Linked DNA regions of Mus musculus: regions 1, 3, 4, 5 and 6 are each linked to region 2. A link is a contact called in public HiChIP or PLAC-seq, Micro-C, capture Hi-C and promoter capture Hi-C data. All regions are on one chromosome and are shown on one strand. Each heading gives the region's core, a stretch centred on a gene start, on an enhancer-like site or on the middle of the called end of the contact. The rest is flanking DNA. Distances are from core to core; before and after follow the strand shown. Region 1 holds the start of Cdk5rap3 (CDK5 regulatory subunit associated protein 3). Region 2 holds the start of Hoxb9 (homeobox B9). Region 3 holds the start of Nfe2l1 (nuclear factor, erythroid derived 2,-like 1). Region 4 holds the start of Tbkbp1 (TBK1 binding protein 1). Region 5 has its middle 9.2 kb from the start of Gm51916. Region 6 holds the start of Ngfr (nerve growth factor receptor (TNFR superfamily, member 16)).

The links. Promoter capture Hi-C pulls out the DNA fragments that hold promoters and counts their contacts. Hi-C and Micro-C count contacts between places; a contact is called where the count stands out from the background. HiChIP or PLAC-seq counts read pairs in DNA pulled down with a chosen protein or histone mark. Capture Hi-C pulls out chosen DNA fragments and counts their contacts.
Region 1: a capture Hi-C map of embryonic stem cells shows a contact between it and region 2, with 5 times the contacts expected there. The contact joins the promoter of Cdk5rap3 here to the promoter of Hoxb9 in region 2. A contact is called at or near these places in 1 of 39 promoter capture datasets (embryonic stem cells), 19 of 484 Hi-C or Micro-C datasets (CD4 T cells, CD4 single positive thymocytes, Th1 cells and 13 more), 17 of 115 datasets of contacts at active chromatin or transcription factors (astrocytes, bone marrow-derived macrophages, craniofacial prominence and 14 more) and 4 of 9 other capture datasets (adipose tissue, embryonic stem cells, liver and 1 more).
Region 3: a contact with region 2 is called in an H3K4me3 HiChIP or PLAC-seq map of neural tube, with 3 times the contacts expected there. The contact joins the promoter of Nfe2l1 here to the promoter of Hoxb9 in region 2. A contact is called at or near these places in 11 of 39 promoter capture datasets (the 3T3-L1 cell line, the SN4741 cell line, cranial neural crest and 6 more), 1 of 484 Hi-C or Micro-C datasets (Sertoli cells), 18 of 115 datasets of contacts at active chromatin or transcription factors (astrocytes, craniofacial prominence, embryonic basal ganglia and 12 more) and 3 of 9 other capture datasets (adipose tissue, embryonic stem cells and macrophages).
Region 4: a contact with region 2 is called in a promoter capture Hi-C map of embryonic stem cells, with 2.5 times the contacts expected there. The contact joins the promoter of Tbkbp1 here to the promoter of Hoxb9 in region 2. A contact is called at or near these places in 3 of 39 promoter capture datasets (the 3T3-L1 cell line and embryonic stem cells), 1 of 484 Hi-C or Micro-C datasets (cortical neurons), 2 of 115 datasets of contacts at active chromatin or transcription factors (forebrain and stem cell-derived neural progenitor cells) and 1 of 9 other capture datasets (embryonic stem cells).
Region 5: a contact with region 2 is called in a promoter capture Hi-C map of embryonic stem cells, with 4 times the contacts expected there. The contact joins the enhancer-like site here to the promoter of Hoxb9 in region 2. A contact is called at or near these places in 8 of 39 promoter capture datasets (3T3-L1-derived adipocytes, the C10 cell line, cranial neural crest and 2 more) and 2 of 115 datasets of contacts at active chromatin or transcription factors (embryonic forebrain and neural tube).
Region 6: a contact with region 2 is called in a Micro-C map of embryonic stem cells, with 1.8 times the contacts expected there. The contact joins the promoter of Ngfr here to the promoter of Hoxb9 in region 2. A contact is called at or near these places in 1 of 39 promoter capture datasets (liver) and 1 of 484 Hi-C or Micro-C datasets (embryonic stem cells).

The regions. Positions count from the first base shown.
Region 1 is chr11:96,915,065-96,919,163 of GRCm38.p6, reverse strand. Cdk5rap3 (CDK5 regulatory subunit associated protein 3) reads left to right here and starts at 2,650. Exons shown (of 14, transcript NM_030248.2): 1 at 2,650-2,780; 2 at 2,968-3,013. The coding sequence starts at 2,775. Gm11525 (a long non-coding RNA gene) reads left to right here. Exons shown (of 4, transcript XR_880186.3): 4 at 1-229.
Region 2 is chr11:96,268,589-96,272,628 of GRCm38.p6, reverse strand. Hoxb9 (homeobox B9) reads right to left here and starts at 1,299. Exons shown (of 2, transcript NM_008270.2): 1 at 571-1,299. The coding sequence starts at 1,087. Gm51876 (a long non-coding RNA gene) reads left to right here and starts at 3,578. Exons shown (of 3, transcript XR_003949606.1): 1 at 3,578-4,040.
Region 3 is chr11:96,828,321-96,832,103 of GRCm38.p6, reverse strand. It overlaps Nfe2l1 (nuclear factor, erythroid derived 2,-like 1), which reads left to right and starts at 2,136. Exons shown (of 5, transcript NM_008686.3): 1 at 2,136-2,285.
Region 4 is chr11:97,148,005-97,151,560 of GRCm38.p6, reverse strand. It overlaps Tbkbp1 (TBK1 binding protein 1), which reads left to right and starts at 1,486. Exons shown (of 10, transcript NM_001372531.1): 1 at 1,486-1,570; 2 at 1,946-2,199; 3 at 2,494-2,616; 4 at 2,828-2,932. The coding sequence starts at 1,975.
Region 5 is chr11:96,995,775-96,999,738 of GRCm38.p6, reverse strand. No RefSeq gene overlaps it. Among named protein-coding and RNA genes, the nearest start is that of Gm51916, 9.2 kb to the right of the region's middle. Within about 2 kb of position 2,213, at least 139 of the 459 cell types and tissues checked have an H3K27ac peak or open chromatin away from gene starts, as enhancers often do. A contact at or near this core is called in embryonic forebrain, embryonic stem cells and stem cell-derived epiblast-like cells, where this site is marked.
Region 6 is chr11:95,586,417-95,590,338 of GRCm38.p6, reverse strand. It overlaps Ngfr (nerve growth factor receptor (TNFR superfamily, member 16)), which reads left to right and starts at 2,641. Exons shown (of 6, transcript NM_033217.3): 1 at 2,641-2,855. The coding sequence starts at 2,781.

The DNA of each region.
Region 1 (4,099 bases), core at 1,401-3,900, 650 kb before region 2:
TGAGCAATTCCACTTGCTTGAGTCAGCATCCTGACATGGGAGCCAAGTTCCCATGAGAGCTCTGAAGAGGCCCTCAGTTCCTCTCTGTGGACTATTTCCAGGGATACCTCTCAACTTACTTTGTAATGATAATGATTATATATTTTATATGTGTGTATAGTTCACAAACCATGAGATCACGTAGCTACAATATGCTGTCAACTGTAAAAAGTTCTGAACATTTAAAAAATATTTGTATTGTTTTTATTTTATGTGTATGAATGTCTGGCCTGTGTGTATGTGCATTAGAGTCCCCCTGGATCTGGAGTTACAGGTGGTTGTGAGTGGCCATGTGGATGCTTGGATGCTGGGAACTGAACCCAGGTCCTCTGCAAGAGCAGCCAGTGCTCTTAACTGCTGAGCCACCTCTCCAGTCCCCTAATTCTTTTCTTTTCCTTCTGTTTCTGAGACTGGATTTACCTATTCTGGATAGCCTCAAAATCACTATGTGGTCCAGGATGACCTTGAACATCTGAGCCTCCTGCCTCCACCTCCCACCTGCTGGGATTACTGATCTATGCCACCTCATATATGTGTGCTAGGGATGGAACCCAGGGCTTCAGGCACACAGGCTCTGCACTCTACCCACTGAGCTCCATCCTTGCCCTGCGCTCTGCATCTTTAGTGTGTTTATTTATTTAAGCCCCTAAATAGAAGCACCCTGAGATAGGCTTGCTGTTATCGCTACCTCGAGAGAACTGTGGCTATTGGAGAAGTGTGGAAACTGTCCAAATCTCACAGGGCCAGAATCTTGGTCTTCCCACTACAGCAGCACACCAGGCAGTTCAGTCCAGGGTCCACTAAGCCCTGAGTATTGTGTTGCGTTGGGGAGTGATTGAAGAAGGAACACGGTATCTAGAAATGCCGTCCCTAGGTCTGCAGGGTCACTGGGATTATGTCTTTCTCTCATCCTTTCAATCTTTCCACTTCTTGTTCAAATCTGAAGCCCGCCCTTGAACGGAGCTGCCACGACAACTCAGTTTGTGACTTTCCAAGCTGTCTTTCTTTTCAGGCTAATGACTGTCTGCAGTCTAAATACAGACTTGAGTACCTTCTGCACACTGTCCGCTTGACAGTCCCCAGCATTGCCAACTCCACAAGTTCAAAGCCCCTCCTCTCCAACACATGCTCCACAACTGGTGTCATTATCTCAGGTGGTGGCACTCCCACTCAACACTTCAGTGTCATCTTTGTGTGTGTGTGTGTGTGTGTGTGTGTGTGTGCTTTGTTTTTGGAGACAGGGTTTCTCTGTGTAGGTCTGGCTTTGCTGGAACTCACTTTGTAGACCAGGCTGAATTTGAACCCAGAAATCTGCCTGCCTCTGTCTCCCAAGCGCTGGGATTGAAGGCGTGTGCCGCCACTGCCCAGCTTGAGTGTCATGTTTGAGTCCTCCCTCCTCACCCATTTGGCCAATCTATTGCCAACGCCTGTCTGTTTTCCTCCTAAATTCTGCTTATCTCCTCCCTACAGCTTCTGACCTAGGTGAGGCCCAACCTCTCCCTTACAGCCTCCTAGTTGCTCTGGACACAGCCTTATTGCCCATTAGCCCATCCTCCTAACCAATATGTGTTATGTCCTTCCTTGTACCAAACCCTTCAGTGGTTCCTCTCTGTCTGCAGTGTGAAGTCCAAGTTCCTTAATGAGGGACTCTTTGTTACGATCCTTATATTTTTACAGCCTCCTCCCGGGTCACTGCCTTAAACCTTTTACTGTATAGAGGTGGGTCTGAGGTCAGCTATAGGTGGGAGACCTGTGTAGTGTCCTCTTGAGATCCCTCGTGAAACAAGGGACCTTGCACTTCACTTTGTCTTGGACCACGTATATTTTGCCGGTCTCCCCTGCTTGTCTTTCCCTGAACCACTCTTGCAGCTGTAGTTTTAAAGTTTGTGCAGTCTCTTCCATCAGAAACAGCCTTTCCACTCCACCAGGAACACCCGCCATCATCCTTCCTTCTGCAACTTTTTTTTTTTTTTTTTTTTTTTTTTTTGGCTTTTCGAGACAGGGTTTCTCTGTATAGCCCTGGCTGTCCTGGAACTCACTTTGTAGATCAGGCTGGCCTCGAACTCAGAAATCCGCCTGCCTCTGCCTCCCTGCTGGGATTAAAGGCGTGTGCCACCACGCAACTTTTTGTTTACTATTCAATGAGTGTTGCTTCCTCTCCCTTCCCTGTCCCAGTCGTCCAACAAGAATCGGGTGCTCAAAAATCGTATTTATCATAAATGGGAGGACAAAATGTGACGAGAGCCTCAAGAGACCTGTGACCTTCTATATGTGGTAAAGGGAGAAAATGGTGGGAAGAAAGTATTTTTTTTAACTACTTTCGAAACGCCATCGGGAAGGTGCTAGGACCTGTTCCGCGCATGTGTTCGTTCTCTAGCTGGGGGCTCCGCGCCAGGCTGATGAAAAAGCAGCCTAAAACGGCTCTTGGGTGCCCCCTACCGCCATCGTGCAAGTGTAACATCCCTTCCTGGAGATCACCCGGCCGGAGCCCGCCTCTCGCCTTCCATTGGCTGTCAGCTATTCTCCCGCCCCTCCGGTACTCAACCAATCAGAACATCGTGATGGGCGGGGCTTTCAGCAGAGGGGCGGAGCGTGGTCTTGGATTGGCTCCGCTGAAGACGGCGACGTGGCTGAAGGAGGCCGGTTTGTTTCGGAACTGAGGCTCAAGCACAGCCGCTCAGGATTGGTGCTAGGCTGGGCCGGGGTCTTTGGCCGGAAGCGGAAGTGGAGAAAGGATGCAGGTGTGGGGACCAGGGCTGGAGAAACTGGGTCTTCTCTGGGATTCCTGTCCTGCCTCCTCAAGTCCTCCCGTCCTCTGTCGGGTGCTCTGCCCCTGCAGGGTGGCGGTTGGACTCGTGGAATGAGCGCGCGCGAGGCGCATCGCCTTCCCGCGTTCACGCCCTCCCTCCCGGTCGTATTTCCCACCAGGACCATCAGCACGTGCCCATCGACATCCAGACCAGCAAGCTGCTCGGTAGGAGAGGGCGCCCCCGCGCGGTCGGCTCTCGGGGGAGGTCTGCTAGTTGCCCCCTGTCACCAACCAGCAGCCAGGAGCTGTGAAAGTCCCAGCTGAGGTGCTTTACTCCAGCGAACTGTTTGCTCTGCAAGGAAGGAAGCATGGAAAGTCTGTACTGGCTCCGTGTTTTCTACTTTTAACGTTTCTCACGTAGTATCAAATCGTATTCAGGCACACAGGACAAATGGATAGTGTTAAAGATGGACAGTTAAGCAAATGGCTGATCCATTTGAAACCTAAGTCTGTTTGGTTCTGTCTTCATGCATTTTGCATTATTTGGGGTGGGTAATCCTCTCCCATCTATTTAAAAAGTTTCTCTCCTTGGATTTAGGGAGAAGAGGGCCCTAAGACTCACATACAGACCTTTTATGCCAACCATGGTGGTTCACACTGGTAACCATAATACTTGGGAGGCCGAGGCAGGAGGATTGGTGGCAGTTCTCAGACAGCCTGGCTTGCATAGCAAGTACCAGCCTAGTACTCCCCGCCCCCCACCCCCACCCCCCCAAAAAACCTTTAGTCTTAGCACTCAGAAGGCAGAGGCAGGCCTTGGCCACATAGCAAGCACCAGGGCAGCCAGGACTACATGGAGAGACACTATTTCAAAAGAAAATGACAGAGAGACAAGAAGACCTTTTAGTGACCAGGCAGTCTCTGCATCTGGCTTACATCCCTCATTCTGTCACTTCTGGGGGTGTGTACAGCCCCTGGCCCTTGTGTTCACCAGATACGCCAGTCCACTGGTAACACGTCCTTAAGAGGGTGTTTGCCGACCTCAGCCCCTGGAGGAATTCTGGTGTCTGCTGTTTTCCTTTCTGACAACTTGAGAAGAACTCAGAGTCAGAATTTCTGATACTGTTGTTGCTTGAGAGAAATTAAGCGGTTGAAAGATTTGTTTTAAAGGAGAGGGAGTATTCAGTCCTTTGATGGACACTGGTGAGTCCTCCCAAGTGCCTGCCAGGCACGGGCCACCATGTATTCATAGTGTATGGGCACCCGCTGCATCTACCTGGGTGTGCCAGTTTGTCCTCGAGTCCTGAGAAG
Region 2 (4,040 bases), core at 50-2,549:
ACCGCATCCTGGGCTTCCCCCGCCCCTCCCGGCGCCTGCTGCCGACCCGACGCGGCTACTGCGTGAGATCTGCTAGGAACAATCCTCCGCCAAGCTGTTGCATCGCAAATAAAATCCTAATGAGCCCCCTCCCCCTTCCCCTTGGCCGGCAGGGACGGTCTGCGCGTGGCGCAGGCGGCTCTGCCGAGTGCTCTTCGGCCCCGTGCCCGCGCGGGCTCCGGGCCGCGCTGGCCATCGGCCCGGCCTCCTACAGTTCTATCGCAGGTCCCTCTCCCTTTTTCCAGCCCGAGCCTGGGGAAGAATGAAGGACTAGAGAGACTTGGTCCCTGAGTCTCAGTCCCTGCGCCACAAGGAGGAGTGGGGGGTAGCCTCAGTGTCCCCCTCCTGGACACCCAGCTTTTTGCTTTGCCAGCCCCTTCCTTCCTCTTCCCTCCACCCACTCTAGCCCTGCGGCCCCAGGCGCTCTGTCCCTTTACATTGTCCGCTTTATGGCCTCTCCCCTCCCCTCCCCCGGGCCTGGCCTGCAGCCTGGGGGGGATTTCCTCACTTTTTTTTTTTTTTATAACTTACTTTGATCCGGCCTCTCTTTGTCCTCGCTTCCTTCGCAAATTTTATTGTCCCCGTAGCCAGCTCTTTGATTAGACAGGACAGCCTCCCTGCCCGCCGAAGTTTCCAAACTGTACTCGGGCGTGCCCTGTTTGAGCAGCTCCCCCGGCGCGCCCAGCAGCGGCTCCGCCTTCACGGCCGCCTGGCCCTGCCCCGGGGCGGCCTCGGCGCGCGGCGCCGGCTCTAGCCAGGTGCGGAGGTACCTGCTTTCGGCCGCCGGCGCGCCCTGGGGCTGCAGGTAGGGGTGGTAGACAGACGGCAGGCTCCCCGAGGCGTGCGGGCTCAGCGGCGCCCAGGAGGCGCCGAACACCGGCGCTTTGGGCTGGAAGCTGCACGAGGGGAAGTCCAGGTGCTCGGCGTGGCCCGGCTGCCGCGGGTTCGCGTACTGGCCCGAAGGAAACTTGGCTGGAGGCGCGTCCTCGCTCTCGTGACTTATGATCGAGTCGACATAATAGCTGCTAAGCGTCCCAGAAATGGACATTCTCAGACATTATCCGCGCGCTCGCAGGGGGAAGGGAAGCGCTCGCGCCGCGGCGCCCAAGCAGGGAAAAGGTGGCACACGGACCCGGTGCAGAGGGCTTTCGGACGCGACCCCCCCCAGACCCCCACCCTCCCACCCCCACCCCCTGCTCAACTTCTCAGCCAACAAAGTACAGTGGAGCAGCCCGGCTCGGAGCTCCTTGCAAAATGATTGGTCAAAGTTTTGCGGACTGCCTGATAAAGCGTCAGCTCCGACATAAATCAATCGGGCGAGGGGGCTGCGCTCGCGCTGTCATCCGTCCTCACCGCATTCCATATCCAGGATGGATTGTTTTATGCTGATGCAATGTGCTATCACGTCAGGGCTCCGGCGGCCACGTAACCTCAGCCTGAGCTGCCGGGCCGCCCGGGCCCCTCCCGCTTTTACAGGAAGGGGGGTTCTCAACATGGGGCGATGGGGGCGGAGGAGAGGCGGAGGCAAGCAGCGGGCTGCCTCAGGAGGGACGCAGGCTGAGGAGCCCTCTCCCCAGGCAGATTGGGGGGGGGGGGAGGACCAGCATACAGGGAGGGAGAGCGCCCCAGCCTCAGAGCTGCGGGAGAGGCCCGACAGGGTAATTAAAGAGGAGGTAGTCTTGTCGCCCCCCCCCAACACCTCCACCTCCACCCCGCGGGCCCTCATTTCCTGTCCTCTGTCCCCTTGACAGAGATGTTTATTAAACAACAGCAGTACAGCGACCCACAGGAGATGAAGTAAAAGGATGAGAAAGAAGTTGGGGCTTTTATAGGACAGTTATCCTCTTTGGAGGGGGTTCAGGGCACAATTTGGGGAGATTTACGTGACTAGGCTCTTCCCTTGATCCTTTAGCAGCTGAGAGAGGCGAAAGGGGACTAGTGTCCAAAGAATCATTATCTGTCTTGAAATTATAGCCTGCCTAAGGCCAAAGAGACACACCAGGCCCTGGAACTAGAGTTTCGGGAGACTAACCAGTCTTGTTTAACTCCTTAAAATTTTTCTTGGGCCTTTGTGAAAGGCTGGGTCCATGGTCATTTCTTGTCCTTCATCCAGGAATCTCTGAGACCCTTAAAAATGTCCAGATGAGAGGGCTAATGTGGGAAATGATTAAAGGAGAAGGGGAAGAAGACTCCCCAAACGGCACAGTAAGGAACACCGGGTTACCTTCCTTTCCATCCAAAAAGGGAAAGAGGCCAGCTAAATTCTCAGCACTCTAGCGCTTTTCACCCGGAATTGCCGCTCTGGAAAAGGTCCAAATACTGACATAGGACGGTAGCAAGTACAGAGGAGTCCCCGGCATCAGTCCGTTTCCCCCACCCGCCGCCTTCTCGCCTACAATCCTCTCGTGGAGATTACAAATAGTGCATTTTATTAGCAGCTAATCTGCGGCCCTGCGCAGGGACTCCCCCGAGGCCACGGGCTGGTTTCCTGGCGGCTCTCCCAGCTCTTGCCTCTACAGCTTCTGCCTGGGTGCAGGCGCCTCCCCCGGTGTGGTGCTCTGGGAGGCCGGGCCCCTAGACAGGCTTGGTTTCCTCGGGTTAGGTTTAAAGACAGATTTCTTGGCTATTCTCTGAGTCTGGACCGTTATTAGGCAGACTGCTCCGGGGGCCATGACTCCCTCCTTAGCCTCCCCTTCTTTTAGAAAAAGTGGAACCGTTCTAACTTGGGGGTCAATATGTTTTTAGCCAGTACCCCTACTGCCCAGTGGAAGGCTGCGGATCACCTCCGAGAGCACACACACAGTCCCGCCCGCTTGTCTTTCTAAATGAAGCCATCTCGTGTCATTACGTGTGAAATACGAGGGCGAAGCGCCATATTTCTTCACATTATGGCGATTTCAAAATGATTTTTTAAAGATCAATGCGGGCGCCCAGCCGGCCCCTTCAATTCCACCCACGCTCTTGGAGAGCGACAGCCCAGCAGATCCGGAACCAAACAGCGTGAAGATCTATTTTTTTCCCTGTAGTATCCAAATGGGGAAACAAAAATCCGATGCAAATTCTTCTAAGTAGCGGTTGGACGCTTGGAAAAGTCAAGAGAGCTTCCCGGATCTGCCAGCAAGAAGCTGGGCCTGGAGCGAATGAATCATAGTTAGGGCAGAGCACCTGTTCCTGCTTTGCTAGTCCTATGAAATCTGCCATCAGTTTTACCTGTAATAAATATAGTCTTCAGGCCAAAAAAAAAAAAATCCCCTCCCCAGCCATAAATAACAGCGTTATGAAGCATGTCGAGGTGGGTATATGATTTTCTGTAGTATATAAATTAGGGCCCAAAAGGACATGTGAACTCTGGGCCGGGGCTCTTTTATTTATGGAAACGTGATGGAGCAAGGCTGTTTTTAAGACCCAAGCTGTATAGGCGCTGGGCTCTGCCCGCTGCCCTCCTGGTTCCCATTCCTCTCCCGGGCTTTGCTGCAGATTCTTCACTGGTTTAGTTTAGAGAAAGGATCAGAGGAAGAACCTTTGGGCTCCTGGCTTGTGCCCTGTAAGAGGGAGATAATCCGTTTAAATTCATATTTGTGGGTTATAGCTGCCCAGGGAGCCGTTCTTAATCCCTCCTGGAATCACTGATGGGTGAAGAGGAGACCCAGGCCTCTTTTCTAAGTAAGAAGTAGTTTTTCTAAGTAAGAAGATGCTGGGGATTGCGGGGGGGGGGGGCACACAAAGTGGAAGAGACAGATTTGGGAAGCTTGTCTTCTCTGGAGAGGTGATTACAGAAGAGAATGAACTTTCCCCCTCATCCCTGGGGTGTATACCCCATCTCACCCCCTCCAGGGGAAGACAGCAGCAGCAGCAGCAGCAGCAGCAGCAAGGAGTCTCACCCTTGCTGCAAGCTTTCCAGAAGGGATTGCTGCCTCAAACTTGAGCTCAGCTTCAACAGAGGCAAAGGACAAAATGGTCACCAGGGTGGGTGGCCCCTTGCTGAAATGCTTGGTGATCCC
Region 3 (3,783 bases), core at 887-3,386, 560 kb before region 2:
AGGAAGAGCAGTCGGGTACTCTTACCCACTGAGCCATCTCACCAGCCCCTACCTGCTTTTCTATTGCTAGAACCTTTTGTTTATTGCAGCAGATTAAACCCAGTGCCCCTTGCACGCTGGGTAAGTACTCTATCACGTTTTCTTTCTTTCTTTTTTTTCTTTTTTGTAGTTAACATCTAGGTTCCATGCTTCCGTGTACTTTTTGTTTGCTTGTTTTGTTTATGAGCAAGGGCATGCATGTGGCCCTGGCTGTTCTGGAACTTTCTATGTAGCTCTGCCTGTTCTGGATGATTAATTATTTCTCCAGCGGTGAAACGAGCCAACTCAAGCCAGATCAGGGTATATGTAAGCAGGTTTATTGGGAAACTGCTTCCAGGCAGGTGAGTTCACTGGTCCGGAGCCACAAGGTCAGGGGGAGGGAGACAGAGGGGAGGGGAGAAGAGAAAGAGAAACAAGTGCAGAGGGAGAGAAAAGAGAAGGGAGGGGCCAAGAGAACTAAATGTCTGGATTGTACAGGGAAGAGCCTGTGGGGAGTCTGTGTAGAGGGTGAGTATGCCAGGTAAGGACTGAGGAATGCTGGGAGGACCTGGAGGCCAGGTCTACTTTGTAAAGTAAAATAACCCCTCTGAAACCCAACACTTGTAGCCCTGGCTGATCTTGAACTCTTCGTACATGAGAATGCCCTTGAGTTCACAAAGATTCCAAGAGTGCCAGGATTAAAGGCATGGGACACTATGCCTGTTGTTTTGAAGACCCAACAATTAATACACAAATGTCTAGTTTTCATAAATTTTGTATTCTAGTAATTTATTGGGACACACTAAAAAACGATGAAGTAAAAACAGTCTTTGAAAGTGTTAACTAGCTCAAAATAATTTGTTTCCATTTAAAAAGGTATGTGGTAGCTTAATAATTTTTGTAAGAATCAGTTGAATTCTTGGTGCATATTATATCTGTGAAACGTACTTTACATTCTGAGAACCCCTCCATATTGGTGCTAACTCTCCTAGCACAGCGTGAAGTGAACTTATCTGCTGCATTATCAGTTGGCCTTGTCCTTAATTGCACAAGGACAGCGAATAATGAACTGTCAACTAGATTATGGCCTCTTAAAAGGAGACAAGAACTCAGTTGGCATCTCACCTCTGTCCCACAGCTACACAGTACAAACTTCAATACAATGATTTCCTACATGTGGTCTTCGGACCAGCTGTATCAGAATTACTTATAGGGAACGTTATCAGGCCCCTACCACAGGGTCACTGAACAAGAATCTCACAAAGGCTTTGTAATTTGGAATCTAATAAATGATGTTGAGAGCACACTTATATTTGAGTCACAAAAAATGTTTTGGTACTATAGTTGTATGGGGAACTCTGGCAACGATGGAACGTTCCTGAAAAGCAAAAACTAAGCTGTGTGCGAGGTTAGAGGAAGGGGAGGGGCTCTTCCCGGTGTTTCTTTGATGGCAAAAACGAGTTACTATGTCCTATCTATCACACTACCAACATTTCTCTAAGGCCCTCGTCTGCCCCGCAGTTTCCACGACCTGACTGTTGCCTGGGCTACAAGATGCCACCCTTCCTGCCTGACGAACAGGTTACACCAGGCTCTAAGGCAGACAGGGGGTACCGGTTTCCGTTGCCAGGACTCAAGATGGCGACACGAACGTCGCGACCATCAGAGCCACATGCTCCGTACTCCGCCTCGGCCCCCCCCTCGGATCTCACTGGACTTTTACAAGTCACCGTGGGGACCCTCAAGGACGGAATCTCGGGCTCCGGCGTCAATGCTCCATTATCTGCCTTAAAGGACCGCATTCCTAGGCACACAATGAGCTAGAATCACCTAACTTACAACACCGCCCACCTCCAACCCGCAGCGGAGAGGTTCAGAATGCCGGACACTAGGGCCTTCGCCTCACTCATTGGTGGGTCCATACCGGGGGGCGGGCCTGCACACTCATTGGACTTCTCTCCACGTCAGTCTCGGGAGGACTGTGCCGAGTGGGCAGACACAAACTCGACTATTGGGTTTTCTTTGCTGTCAATCAAAGTGACATCCGGTGACGACTCTAGTCCCGGCTATCTGATTGGACCAACTGTTTCTGGGGTGGCCGTGGCGGGCGGGTTTCCGAGTGCAGTGGAAGGAGGGGGCGGGGAGGGAAGCCGAGGCTGGGCGCTCCAGGCCGGCCGGAGGTGGCGGCGACGGCGGCGGTGGCGAGGCCGGGACTTGGGCTGAGGGCCTGCTGTGGCGGCAGCGACAGACTGTGACCTCAGCAGCGGGTACCTGCTCTAATTCCCTTCCCCAACGAGATAGCCGCGGTGCAACAGGGCCGAAAGCTTGTGGGATAAGGGGCGGCGAGATGTGGTTGAGGAGCAGGAGGCGGGACCCGGGAGGCCGAGAGGGGTCTTGATCGGGCTCGGGCCCTGGACACGGCCGGAAAGAAACGCGGGGCCGACCAGAAAGCGTGTTCCTGGGTGGGCTGGACTGAGAAGGGCCGAGGGCATGGGAGGGCGTGGTGAGGCTGGGCTCGCGAGCGGGGTGGGGCCTGGGGAACGGAGGGCGGGGTGAGGCTCGCTTTTAAGGGTGGGTCAAGGCCAGCAAAGTAGCACTTGTCGCTCCGTGTCCCAGAAAGCTTGGAGGCGCGTCGGCGAGAGTGGGCATGGCAGCTTGGTCTCATCCAGACTCGGGTACGGCAGGGTGGGACCGGACTGGGGCCGGAGCGCTCTCTCTTTGGCCTTGTGGGCTTTGAAGAACTTTGTCTGCTCTCTCAAACTTTAAGTGGCTCTTGGGAAGTTTTAGTAGTAAATTGCGCGAGGACGGGCGGGTTTCAAAAGCAGGGATGTTTACTCAACCGAATGAGGGTATTCGTGGGTGTGTGTGTCTCCTACGTGTCGCTCCCACTTCACCTTTAGAGCGAAGTTGATAGTGGGCCACAGTAGAGGAGTTTAGGAATTTAATGGAAGCTCAAAAGTAGAAATCAGAAATGGGAAGGCAAATTTACCTTCTCCCCACTTGGCAAGTGAGATCGAGAACTTGGCCATATCCTTCTGCTTTGGCTCAGAAGGTCATGTGAATAAAGCTAAAACCTGTGAATTCAAATTCCAGGTGGAGCACGGCTCCACAATCTTCCACTGTCCTCCTGTACCCTACCCTGTTCTTTTATTTTGCCATACTGGGGATTGGACCTAGGGCCTCTAACCAGGCACCCGTGATCTGTATCCTTGTCCTGGACATTCTTTTATTTTACTATTGAAACCAGGCTGGTCTTAAACCCCTGATCTTAACGTTTCAACGTTCTGAGTGGCCTGTGCTATTAGGCTGGTCTTTTATTTAAAAAAATAAATTAATTAATTAACGAATGAAAGAATGATAGGAAAGGGGAAATGAGATTTCAAAAGTTGGAATAACAAAAAGGCATATGAAATGGAGGCCTGAACATTTTCATGTATTTTTTCACAGTCTCTCAGTAATAATCTCTGTCTTCTCTTTAGAGTTGGAAAGGACAATGACATGGGAAACCAAATTTTTTTAAGGATAGGAAATGGACTTCTTGTGCTAAAATTAGAAACTGGGTAATGTGTTCTATTAAGAGTGTTGGTAAATGAGACAAAGTGTAAGAAAGTTTTGAATGCCTTGCACGCACAGTCTGCTTCAAATAAGACCTTTTAGGAAGTGTGGCAGATTTAATATTTAGTATTTAGGGTGCTTCTTTCCTTCCTTTTCCTTTCATAGTTGGCACAGCAGGTTTGGCTTGGCTTTTCCGTGTAAAAGTAACCT
Region 4 (3,556 bases), core at 237-2,736, 880 kb before region 2:
AGGAGCGGGGCGGGCGAGCGGGAGGGAGGGGGCCGGGAGGGGAGGGGAGGGGGTGGGGAGAGACCCGGCGGCGGCGGCAGGGCGCGGAGCGGCGCGCGGTGCCAGGGGGTGGGGGCGCTGGGGCCCGTCAGGGGAGGGAGCCGGCGGAGGGGTGCGCTGCGACTGCGAGCAGGAGCCCGCGGCAGCCGTGAGTGCGGGCCGGGGCCCGGGCTGGGGGAGGGGGAGGGGCGCGGCGGGCCGGGGCGGCTTGGGGCGCGGGAGGCCGGGGCCCGGGCGCGGGTGGGCGGGCGCTGCGCCCGGGAGCAGAGTGGGGAAGGGTCCTGCGCCGCTGCCCGCAGCCTCCGGCCTGCGGGGCGGCTGCCGCTCAGTAGCCCGCCCGGAGCCCGGCCGCGGTGGGGGAGGGGGCTGCGCGGTCTCGGCCCCACAGAGGGGAGGGGCGACAGTTTCTGTCCGCCGAGCCCGAGGGGGTTTAAAGAGCCGCTCTTAAAGGGGCCGCCGGAGGGGCCAGGCGGGGACGGGCGCCCCCTCCCCAGTAGCCTGCGCGGGCGCTCGGCGCGCGGCCCCAGGATGCGGAGGAAGGCAGCTCGGGTCGCACGGCCGGGGTGTGTGGGGACACGGAGTCCTCGAGAGTGGGGGTGATGGCCGGAGATCGTGGGCAGGGATGGGGGTGGGGTGTGTAGTGAGCTCTGGTCGGCAGAGTAGGGGGAGGGGTGGCGTGGGCAAGAGAGGGTTAAAGGTGGGGCCAGCCCTTCAAACACGCGCACACGCTCCTTACTCAGACCTGTCACACGCGTCTGTCGCTCCGGCACTTAGCCGAGGCTGGGGGATGGGGGACCCGAGGCCTGCACTGTCGGAACTCGCGCCTTCGGACCGAGCCCCCTCGCCGGAGCGCACACACGCTCCAGCGCGCGCACACACCTCGGACATTCCCATAGTGCCTCACGTGACACTCGGCCCGAACGTGCCCACCCTACCCACACGCTCACGCACGCGTGCTCACACGCGCGCGCGCGCACACACACGTACACACACACACATACACAACCTCTGGTCACTCCCGAACTCCGCGCTGACCCCGGTCCTCCGCCCCGCAAAAGCACTCATTGACGGCGGCACACCTACACTCATTCACAGACACACACTCCCCCCCACATGGCAGCCACAGCCACACATTCATAAACAAGGGCCCGGAGATGTACACACGCACCCCCTCGCTGCCTACTCGTTTTGGGAGCCCTGAGTCATTCCTGCCCCCCTCCCAGGGCTCCCCATTTCCCTGAGTGCAGGCACAATAGGACAAGCTGGAGTCTCCCTTAATGGTCTCGGTTCTCCTAGGCCCCCTTGCCCAGTTTGCTGCCTCTGACACTCAGCCAAGGACTTCCTGTAGGTCTGCGCCTGGACGGTTGCCACAGCCCCGGCGCACTTGGGGAGGCACTTCCTTTTCCTGAACTCTGGGATCCTGCGGGAGGAAGTTGGGCGGGGGCCACAGAGGCCAGGCTGCCTAGCGGGACTAGCCTTCCTTAGGAGCAGGCGACAGAGGCCTGGGATGGGAATCTTGGCGGCTGTCGAGGTACTTGGGGAAAAGGGAGGTCTGGGGAGGAGACCAAGCCGAGTAGTCTAGGCAGGTTCTGGGCTGTGCCAATGCTGGGACAGCAGCCCTCCCTCCCATCTGTCCACAGGTCTCTCCTCCCTGCCCCTGATCCTTGGTCCTGTTTATCAGTTGTCCCCCACTCCACTCATGACGTCTATCTGGTTCCATTTCCTTCTATAAGCAGTCACAGCAGGGGATAGGGCAGAAACTTGAGAGAGAAGAGAGAGAGAGAGTTAGTTGTGAGATCTGTCTCTTGGCTGAAGCTCCCCAGCTACCACAGGTTCCTCAGACCAGCATGGAAGAGTTGGGAACAAAGAGCAGGTGGTCCTCTTTACTCTGTTCCTGCACTCTCAGGAGGCCCAGGGTGGGCTGAAGCCCTTACCATGGAGTCCATGTTTGAAGATGACATCAGCATCCTGACCCAAGAGGCCTTGGGGCCCAGTGAGGTGTGGCTGGATGGTCCTGGAGACCCGTCCCTGGGAGGGGACATGTGTTCTGCCTCCCACTTTGCCCTCATCACAGCCTACGGAGACATCAAGGAAAGGCTAGGAGGCCTGGAGAGGGAGAATGCCACCCTCCGCCGTCGCCTCAAAGTCTATGAGATCAAGGTCAGAACCTAGATGTGATGGCGAGCTGAGCTTGTAGTTGCCTGCAAGGGCAGGAGGGTCCCAAGAGGTGGCCAGCACTGGAGGCTGCCTGGTCCCTGAAGAAGTGGCTGCCTTGGGGATGAGGAGCTCTGCTCCTGCAGCCAATCTCAGGGGTGGAGGAGGAGCCCAGCTTTGGAGTGGTGGGTCCCATTGGAGGGGGCGGGGAGAGGCGCCTGTGAAGCTGGCAGTGGGGTTGGGGGACAGAGCGGTCCTGGGATGGGAAGCCAGGCTTCTCAGAGGACGACCCTCCCACAGTATCCGCTGATCACTGATTTTGGAGAGGAGCATGGCTTCCCTCTGTATGAACTCAAGGATGGCTCCCTGCTGGAGGTGGAGAAGGTCAGTCTGCAGCAACGACTCAACCAATTCCAACACGAGGTAAGCCCTTGCTTCGCTTCCCAGCCAACCCCACTCCCTTAGCCTCCTGCTTCCCTCACTTTGCCCTCAACCCCGCCCTGCCCCCGCCTTCCCTAAATCAGCTTCAGCGCTTCCTGTTTCTATTGGGAATAGGGTTGGGGAGGTTGGGAGCCCCCTCTGCTCCCTGTCAAGGCTGGTCCTGACCCTGGCACACCTCTCCGGGCCTACCCAGTTGCAGAAGAGTAAGGAGCAGGAGGAGCAGCTCGGGGAGATGATCCAGGCTTACGAGAAACTGTGCGTGGAGAAAAGCGACTTGGAGACAGAGCTGGGGGAGATGGTGAGGCCCAGAGAGCGGGTGTGTGTGTGTGTGTGTGTGTGTGAGGTATCTGACGTGATGTGATTCTCTACGTGCATTCCAACCCGATGAGTGTGTGCTGCCTGTGTGTCACACACACTCTGCTGCGTGCACACTCCCTGTATCCACTCGTCCCTGTCTGTGAATGCCTGCTTTGCCGTGTGAATGAGACAGTATCATCCGGGTCATGGGTGACTCTGTACCTTGGGCTAGGATGCTGTGTGTGTGTGTGTGTGTGTGTGTGTGTGTGTGTATTTGGCTCTCACACTGCATCAACCCTGTACCTATAGTATAGTATAGTGTCTGGGAGAGGGTATAAGTGACAAGAGAGGTGCCAGAGCTCTCCATAGTCCCAGCACAAGCGTGATGAGAGTTGCCATGTGGCCGTTTGTGTGTGGGCAGGTGGCAGTATCAGGAGATAAGGTCTCTGCCAACTCCTGTGCTGTGACCTTGATCAAGTTATTTAGCTCTCACCCCTCATCTGAAAAGCAGAGAAAAACGGTAAGCCATCTCACTAAGCTGCTGTGACGGCAACGGGACATTTGTGTAAAACGGTTTTCCTTTTATAGTCAGGAACGTTTGCTTGGTAGTCGCAGCGTGCCAGGC
Region 5 (3,964 bases), core at 964-3,463, 730 kb before region 2:
TATTGTAGTCTACACTCAATACTCAGCGTGGTCACACTCTCTCTCCTACTTTGGGGAAAGCCAATGGGTGGTTTGATGTTAAAGGGAGTCCAGCTCTCCTCGGCCCCGCCTCCTCTATCTGCTCCCCAAATCCTCACTCAGTCCAGTCTGGGTGTCACCCTCTTCTGCCATTCCATTGTCAGCTCTGTCCCTTTCATCTTCCACTTCTGCCCCAGGGTCTAAAAGAGGATGCTGGGACAGGTGCAGGGGTGTTTGCAAAGGATCCACATGTCCCCACCTCATGTAATGACATCCCTGCTTGTCTCTCCCCCACCCAGGAAAAGGATAGGGGCACGGCTTTCCTCCCCTGCACTGAGGGAGGTAGCTTTGAGCTAGACTTCCTGATAACCTGGGTGTGGAAAAGTCCAAGGAGGAATTGAAGTCAAAATCCCAGGGTGCTATAGACCAGCCAGCCTGGAAGCCAAGGGAGTGGGGACACCCTCAGGGGTCCTCAGCTTGCTTCCACTGCAAAGGAACCCTAATTCCCATGCAGGGATGGGCTGCAGGCACCTGCTCCAGATATCAAATATTTAAAATATCTGCTTTTCTTTTTCTCCTATCTGTCACCTCAGAACTCACAGCTATTCCAGACATGGACACCCTGTGTCACCTCAGGAAGGGTCATCCCTTTCAGGGTCTGAACTCCCCGGCCCCCTCTGTACTAAGTTTATCTTCACTGACTGAATGGAACCTTCCACAGTTTCCTGACAAATTCTAACTCCCTGAATCTATCATCTGTAACACATTGAACAGAGGGGTCACTCCTTGGGTGAGCATCCTCCTACGGGAGTCCACAGCCCTCTTCAGTACTCAAGCAAGCACCAAGTGAGTCTGGTCCATGGCTCGGTGCTCATAAATACTTTGTGGATGAGTGAACGGTTTCTGCACTCGGAAAGTGCTTGCAGACATTGGTCCTACATCTGTCTTACTGATGGTTTATGGTTGTTCTGGTCCCAGAAGAGACGGACAGCTCCCCACTTCCATGCCCCAGCCCTATTGTGATTTGCAACTGTCTCTTCATCATTTAAGGGTGCTGGCTAAGGCTGGTGAGATGGCTTAGTGGATAAGAGTACTGACTGCTCTTCCGAAGGTCCTGAGTTCAAATCCCAGCAACCACATGGTGGCTTACAACCATTTGTACAACTACAGTGTACTCATATACAATCAATCAATCAATAAAAGAGTGCTGGCTAGATGGGTCATGGAGGTGCACACCTTTATTCCCAACATTTAGGAAGCAGGGGTAGGCAGAGTTCTGTGAGTTCTAGGTCAGCCAGGGCCACATAGTGAGACCCTCTAACAAACAAACAAACAAACAATGGTTTTGCTCAGCCTGGTACTTCTTGCTGTCGTCCCCCCCCCCCATTCAATGTCATTGGTCCAGTCGCCAAGTAGACTCAATATTTAATCAAACATTCCAAGAACAGGAGTTGTTCTGTCGATCTATTTCTTGAGAAGTAGCACGTCTGCATCTCTCTGCTCTGTGCCTAAATTTGTAATTCCCCCCTTTGCCTCCTTGCTTGACCTTTTCTTTGTTGGGGGAGTTTTTTTTTGTTTTGTTTTGTTTTGTTTTGTTTTCCGCAGCCCCTCAGCTTTTTTATTTTCCTGGAGGCACGAGTGTGTTCACGGGCACTCTTTCTCCTTTTTGCCTCTCTTTCCTTTATACCAAACAAGTGGCTGGGATAAAGGGAAAGGGAAAGGGGCGCGGGGGGGGGGGCGGTGGCAGGAGTTTGGCTAGGGTGTGTTCTTTTAGGTATCAGGGTCGTAAGGAGCTCCAGCCTTAACTGGGGACAGGCCCCGACAGGTGCAGCTGTCCAGATGTTGCGCAAAGCGAGGCGCGTGCCCTGGACCCAGTTTCTCAGTCAGCCCCAGTGAAGGCCCAAGAGGGACTGTTGCATTCAGATTAGAAATACCCTGTCCTGCCCTGCTTTTCCCCAGACGTGTGTGTGTGTGTGTGTGTGTGTGTGTGTGTGTGTTGGTTGTATGGAGAAGGGGGATGGGGGGAGAGAAGCAGAAACGTTCTCTGCCGGGAAAGGACAGCTTGGACCGGGAGGGAGTTGCCTGCGTCTGGGCCGCGGGGGAGCAGCAGGCCGGCCAGGCGGGGGTGAGTAAGGCCCAGCGGACGCAGGAGGCTCAGTGGCGGCGGCGGCGGCGATGGGGAGGAGGGTAATTACGCAGGGAGGCTCTCGCCACAGCACGTCCCCACAAATGAGAGGCCCCGGGCCCCAGACACCACACAACAAAGCAGGAGGCAATTATTTGGCTCCAGTGGGAGGGGACAGCTCTTCGCCGGCCCACTGCAGCCGAACACCCCGGCCTTGCAGAGGGCGCGGCGAGTTGGGGTTCAGGGTCCACTCTCACCCGCCCTGGAGGGCAGCGGCCAGGGCAAGGCCCCGCGGGGCTCCTGCTGAGTTGCTCTTCCCGGGGGTCTCCGTAGGGAAAGGCAGAGAGGCAAGAGGCCTCGGAGTGCTGAGCACCGGGCTAGCCTGAGCCAGTCCCCGAGTCTTCCACCAAGCCTAAGGGGGACCTCCTGGGAGCCACGCTGGGAAGTGAGGAAGGCTGCGGACCAGGCCTTAGGAAGGATCTAAGGAAATTTGGTTGGTATTGGGGAAGCCAGTGGCCAATTGATGAACCCACTTTCCCCAGCTATGGCCACACAAGGGGCAGCCAAGAGGCTCTCGAGCAGGTGGGGAAACCACAGCCAAGGGAGCAGGAGCCAGGGAGATTCCAGAGAACACGTGGCCTGGAATTCACACAATTGACATGTAAATCACATGCAAATCTACCTTCTCTTTTTCTCTCACCCTTAATTCTCAAATCAAGCTCTTTTGGGAGAAAATCCCTTTCCTCCCTGGTCCCTGCTTGCCTCCCCGTTGTCCATCAATCCATCCATCCCTACCTACCTACCAAAACCCTGCAAACCCTGTCAGCGTCATGCCCCCCAGAGAAGGACTTCCCCTCTTTAGATGAAAGCCCAAAGTACAGATGGGGAAAAAGAGGCCTGAAGAGATTAAGGTACTTTCCCCTGCTCTAACAGCCCACTCTGAGGATGACAGGCTTCTGGAACCTTCTGACAACAGCCCTAGGTTAGGCTATCAAAGCATATGCCAGCTGGAGAGGGTAGAGCACCCAGGAGTCTTGAAGTCTGGTTTCTGGCTTCCGCTTTGTGGTTAGCTGCTAGGTGATCTTGAGCGAGCATTGTCTTTCTTCTCTGAGCCCATTTCTCTGAATGCCAAGTGGTCATCTCTGAAGGGGGTGGGGGGCGGTTCCTATGTGGGATCCTCTCCTGTATCACCCCCCTCCAGCATTGCTGCTGGGAGGCCCCTGGAGCCTATGGCCCCACATTACCCTCTGCACTACAGAGGGTGAACCCCCTCACCTCCCTAGTCCTGTCTTTATCTTCAGAACCGTGTTCAAGGAGGGTATGGTGACTCAACCTGTAATTGAAGCTCTCTGGAGACTGAGGCAGGAGAATCACTGCATATTTTTTTGGCCAGCCGGACTTACAGATGGCTCGGTGGATAAGAACACCGGCTGCTCTTCCAGTAGACCAGGGGCTGAGCCTCAGTGCGCATGTGATAGCTCATGACTGACTGCGACTCCAGTTCTAGGGGACCCAACAACTTTTTCTGGCATATTTGGGGACCAGAAACACACGTGGTGCACAAAACATACACGGAAGCAAAACACTCACAATGCAGAAATAAAAATCTTTTGTTTGTTTCTGTGTTCCGACCGACTGTCTCCTGGAAGCCTCCTCTGGCTACCCCTCTGGATTCTGGTCATTCCTGTGTATCAAGTCCCCTCTGTGTAAAAGGCTCCCTAGTTTTCAGTGCTTGCCTTGGAACACCTAACTTACTGGCGACATTACACGGCCCCCCTGTGACCCAGCTGGAGGCAGACCTGTCTTTCCCATTCGACTCTG
Region 6 (3,922 bases), core at 1,392-3,891, 680 kb after region 2:
TCTATCTAGACCAGTGATTCTCAATCTTAATGCTGTGTGACCTAATGTTGTGGTGACCCCCCCAACCATAAAATCATTTTTGTTGCTACTTAATAGCTGTAATTTGCTACTGTTATGAATCATAACGTGAATATCTGATATTTCTGATGGTCTTAGGTGACCTCTGTGAAAGGGTTGTTTGATTCCCCCAAAGGGCCATGATGCCCAGGCTGAGAACTGCTGACCGAGACTGTTATCTTGAGAGTTGCTTTGTCCATTGCTGAATTCCCAGTACCTAGAAGTGTGTGTGGGCCATAGCAGGGGCTCCTAAATTCACACTGAGTGACCAAGAGAAGGCTGGGTCTCCGGTGTGATGAACACTGCGTTCCTCTATTTGATCTTATTACCTTCCTTTAAAGCCCCATCCTGTAAATAAGAAAACAAAGGCCAAGAGAGATGGTTGAAGCCTTCCCAAGGTAAGAAGGAAGAGGCAACAGGGCAGGGGGCAAGCATTCGCACTCAGGCCTGACTTCCCACAATGCAACACTCCTCCTTCCGCACCCTATGCAGCCACACTCCCTGCCAGCACTCAGCAGTACATCTCGGGCTTGTGCTTCAGCTTAATCATAGAAATACTGCTAAGAATAGTAACAATTGCTGTTTGTAATTGTTGGAGTAAGGCTTAAATGATCAAGACCATGGAAATTATTAATAACCCAGGCCCAGCCATGGTGGTGTGGGTCGTATTAAATTGTGTTGAGATGGATAACCTTGGCAATAATAGTAACTGGGATCATAAATTAATAACGGGAGTATTTAAATTAATGCCACACTGTCGGTAGCCTGGTAGTAAGCAGCTCAATGCTTCTGGAAGTGCTAATGCTCCCCCTTCCTGCCTCCCATGAATTCAGCAGAGAGTAAGGCAGGTCTGTAAAAGCGTTGGGGGAGGGGACATCTTAGAAGTAATCTCTGTCCAGGCGGAAGGACTCCCCAGGGACTTCTGAGGTCCTGCTTTCTGCCTAGACTCTTACATCCAGCCATGGTGGCTCATGAACATGAATTCTCAAAGCCACAGTGATGTCTACCCGTCCTTCCTGGGGACTGTCTGCTGGCCTTTATTGGCTACATAGGATAGGTTTTTTTTTTTTTCCTGCAATTAAGTTTAAGTGACCTAGGAAATCACCTACTCATGAGCAGGCCTGCTTTATAAATGCTCTTGGTCTGTCCCTTGTTTCTATTATTTTGGGACTGTATTTTTTTGAAGAGGAACTGGAGTCCAGACATAGCTAACATCTGGTGCTGGGATAGACTGTCCCCACACAGTTCTGTACCAGGGCCTTCGATGTCTGGGAACCAGAGAAGGGCGGGGCGGTGTTTCTTCTGAAAGACTGACTGCACATTCCTTGGCATACAGGTGGTTTGATGTGCCACGCTTCTAGAGCATGGCCAGTGTGATCCTCAGAAGGCCTACACAGCTCACGGATGAGTCTGTGGATGTTGAATCCATTCAACAGCTCTCCCCTTGAATCCCCTCCATGACTGAACACTTGGGTGGTCAGAGAAGACACTACTGTCCCTGCCCGTAGGAAACTCACAAACTCATGTAATCATGTTTGTGTGTTGTCTGTATACTCTGTGTGTGTGTGTGTGTGTGTGTGTGTGTGTGTGTGTGTGTGTGTGTGCATTTGAGGGCAAAATACAGATGTGGGCTTGTGTGACTACCACTGTGCAGTGCACACATGTGAGTGTGTAGGAGTGTATATGTGAATGTCAGCCTGTGTGCATTGATGTATGTCTGGTCTGTGTTAGGAGCCCTTGTAGGATGAGCAGGTCTATATGAATGCCTGAGGGACGGTATAGGCAGATGTCAGTACGTCAACACACACACGTACAGGTGCACTTGAGAGTGTGTTTGTGTATTCCTGGGGTTTATGTGCACACCTGTGACTCATTCAAGCTCATGAAAGGCTGGAGATAGAGTTCTGTGATACAATGCTTGCTTAGCATGTGTGTGTGTGTGGTCCTAGGTTCTATCATGTGTGTGTGTGTGTGTGTGTGTGTGTGTGTGTGGTCCTAGGTTCTATCATGTGTGTGTGTGTGTATGTGTGTGTGTGTGTAGGAGAGGGGGAGACAGGGACAGAGAGACAGAGACAGAGACAGAGAAACAGTGTCAGACAGATATCCCAAATTATGATATTGGGATAGATTTCACCTTGAAGGCCCCAAGGAACATATCCCTCCACAAGTTGGAACAGAGAGAGAATGGAATAAGGTGTGTATCCAACCATAAAAGGAGGGCAGCCTCATTTTCGGAATAAGGGCTAGGTAGGCAATTAGGCTAAAGATGTTTAAGAGAGTTAACCCCGAGGCAGGCTTCATCAGTAGGAGAGCAATGGCCCCCGTTGGATCCGAAGCATCTTATGCTCAGCATAACCGGAGGTGCCCTGGGTACGTGGGGCAGCCCACTGAGAAGCCACAGCGGGGCACACGGGTGCGGCTCCTCTCACGCCTCACTTGACTGCTCTGGACTCCCCACCCTAGGCAGCCGGGCGGGCGCGGTTCCGGAGGGGTTGGGGGGGGGGGGGAGTTGGGCGGGCTGGGCGGGGAGGAGGCGGGGCTGCTGCATTGCCTTCACCCAGCTGCTCCCGCCCGCTAGCAGCCAGAGCGAGTGGAGCCTCCGCCAGCTCCGGCGGGCAGCGGGCGCTGGAGCGCAGCGCAGCGCAGCTCAGCTCAGCGCGCAGCACCATCGGTCCGCAGAGCGGACTGAGCTAGAAGCTGAGCGCTGTCGCCGGAGGCGAGCAATGAGGAGGGCAGGTGCTGCCTGCAGCGCCATGGACCGGCTGCGCCTGCTGCTGCTGCTGCTGCTGCTTCTAGGGGTAAGTGATTAGTAGGAGGGACCTCCGTTAACCTTTTCAAAGAGCTGAACCCCAAGGGGATGTGGGTGCCACCACCCAGGGAACAGAATAAGACGTTAAGGTCCCAGATGCTGGCAACGGGTGGCGGAGGAGCTGCGGGATCATGACCCACAGGGGCGCTCCTAGCTTCTAGGACTTTCAGAGCGCAGAGGCGACCCAGTCCCAGGATAGAGATGCAGACAGGACTGTTGCAACGACACCCGTTCTTGGTTCTGCTTGCTGCTGCTGGTTCTTGAGCACTACGACGGGTGCGGTGTAGGAGACTGGGAGCAGTCTCGAGTGGGGTGGAGGGAGGTTTGGGAATCTCGGGCGCCTGGGTTCTTTTGACGACAGCGTGTGAATTTTGGGATCCCGAGGGGAGTTTTCTCTTTAGCATCTTAGTCCCTGGGGAGTTGTAGGGCAGAGAGAAGGAAGGGAAAGAGATCGGCACTAAAGATGTGAGGGGCTAGAGACGGAACAATGCGGGAGGCAGCTGGAGGGACTGGAGGCAGAGGGGACCCAGTATGGACAATGGGGACCGGCCAGACAATGGGGGGGAGGGGCATCGAAAGGAGCGATTCGGGAGTGGCAGAGAGGTTGAAGAGAGAGAAGTGGGCTTTATGGAGGGCAGAAAAGAGACAACCACAAAAGAGATAGAGAAATGGAAAGAAGGTGCATACCCTAAAGTGCTCGGGGCCCCGCCTGTCTGTCTACTCAAGGACGATGCGATGAGGACAGCCCAGTCACAGACGTTTCCCGCGTGGGTTCTAGCGCTCTTTCTAGCGGCCTCGCCCAGTCCGGGAATTGCGTCTGGGCATCCCAGGCAGGGAAGAGAGCGCTCACTTCACTATGGCAAATCCGCTTCTAGGGTAGTTCCTTGACAAACCTTTCACGTGGTTTGAAGCAACTCAGTGGACCCGGAGAGACAGAGCCGGGGCATCCCCCTACCCTATTAAACGCCGGCCAGCTCTCGAGATGCGGAGCGCTGGGACTCTCAAGGCTGTGATGGTTCCGGCAGCGCACAGCTAGGGGATGCAAAACCCCAGGCG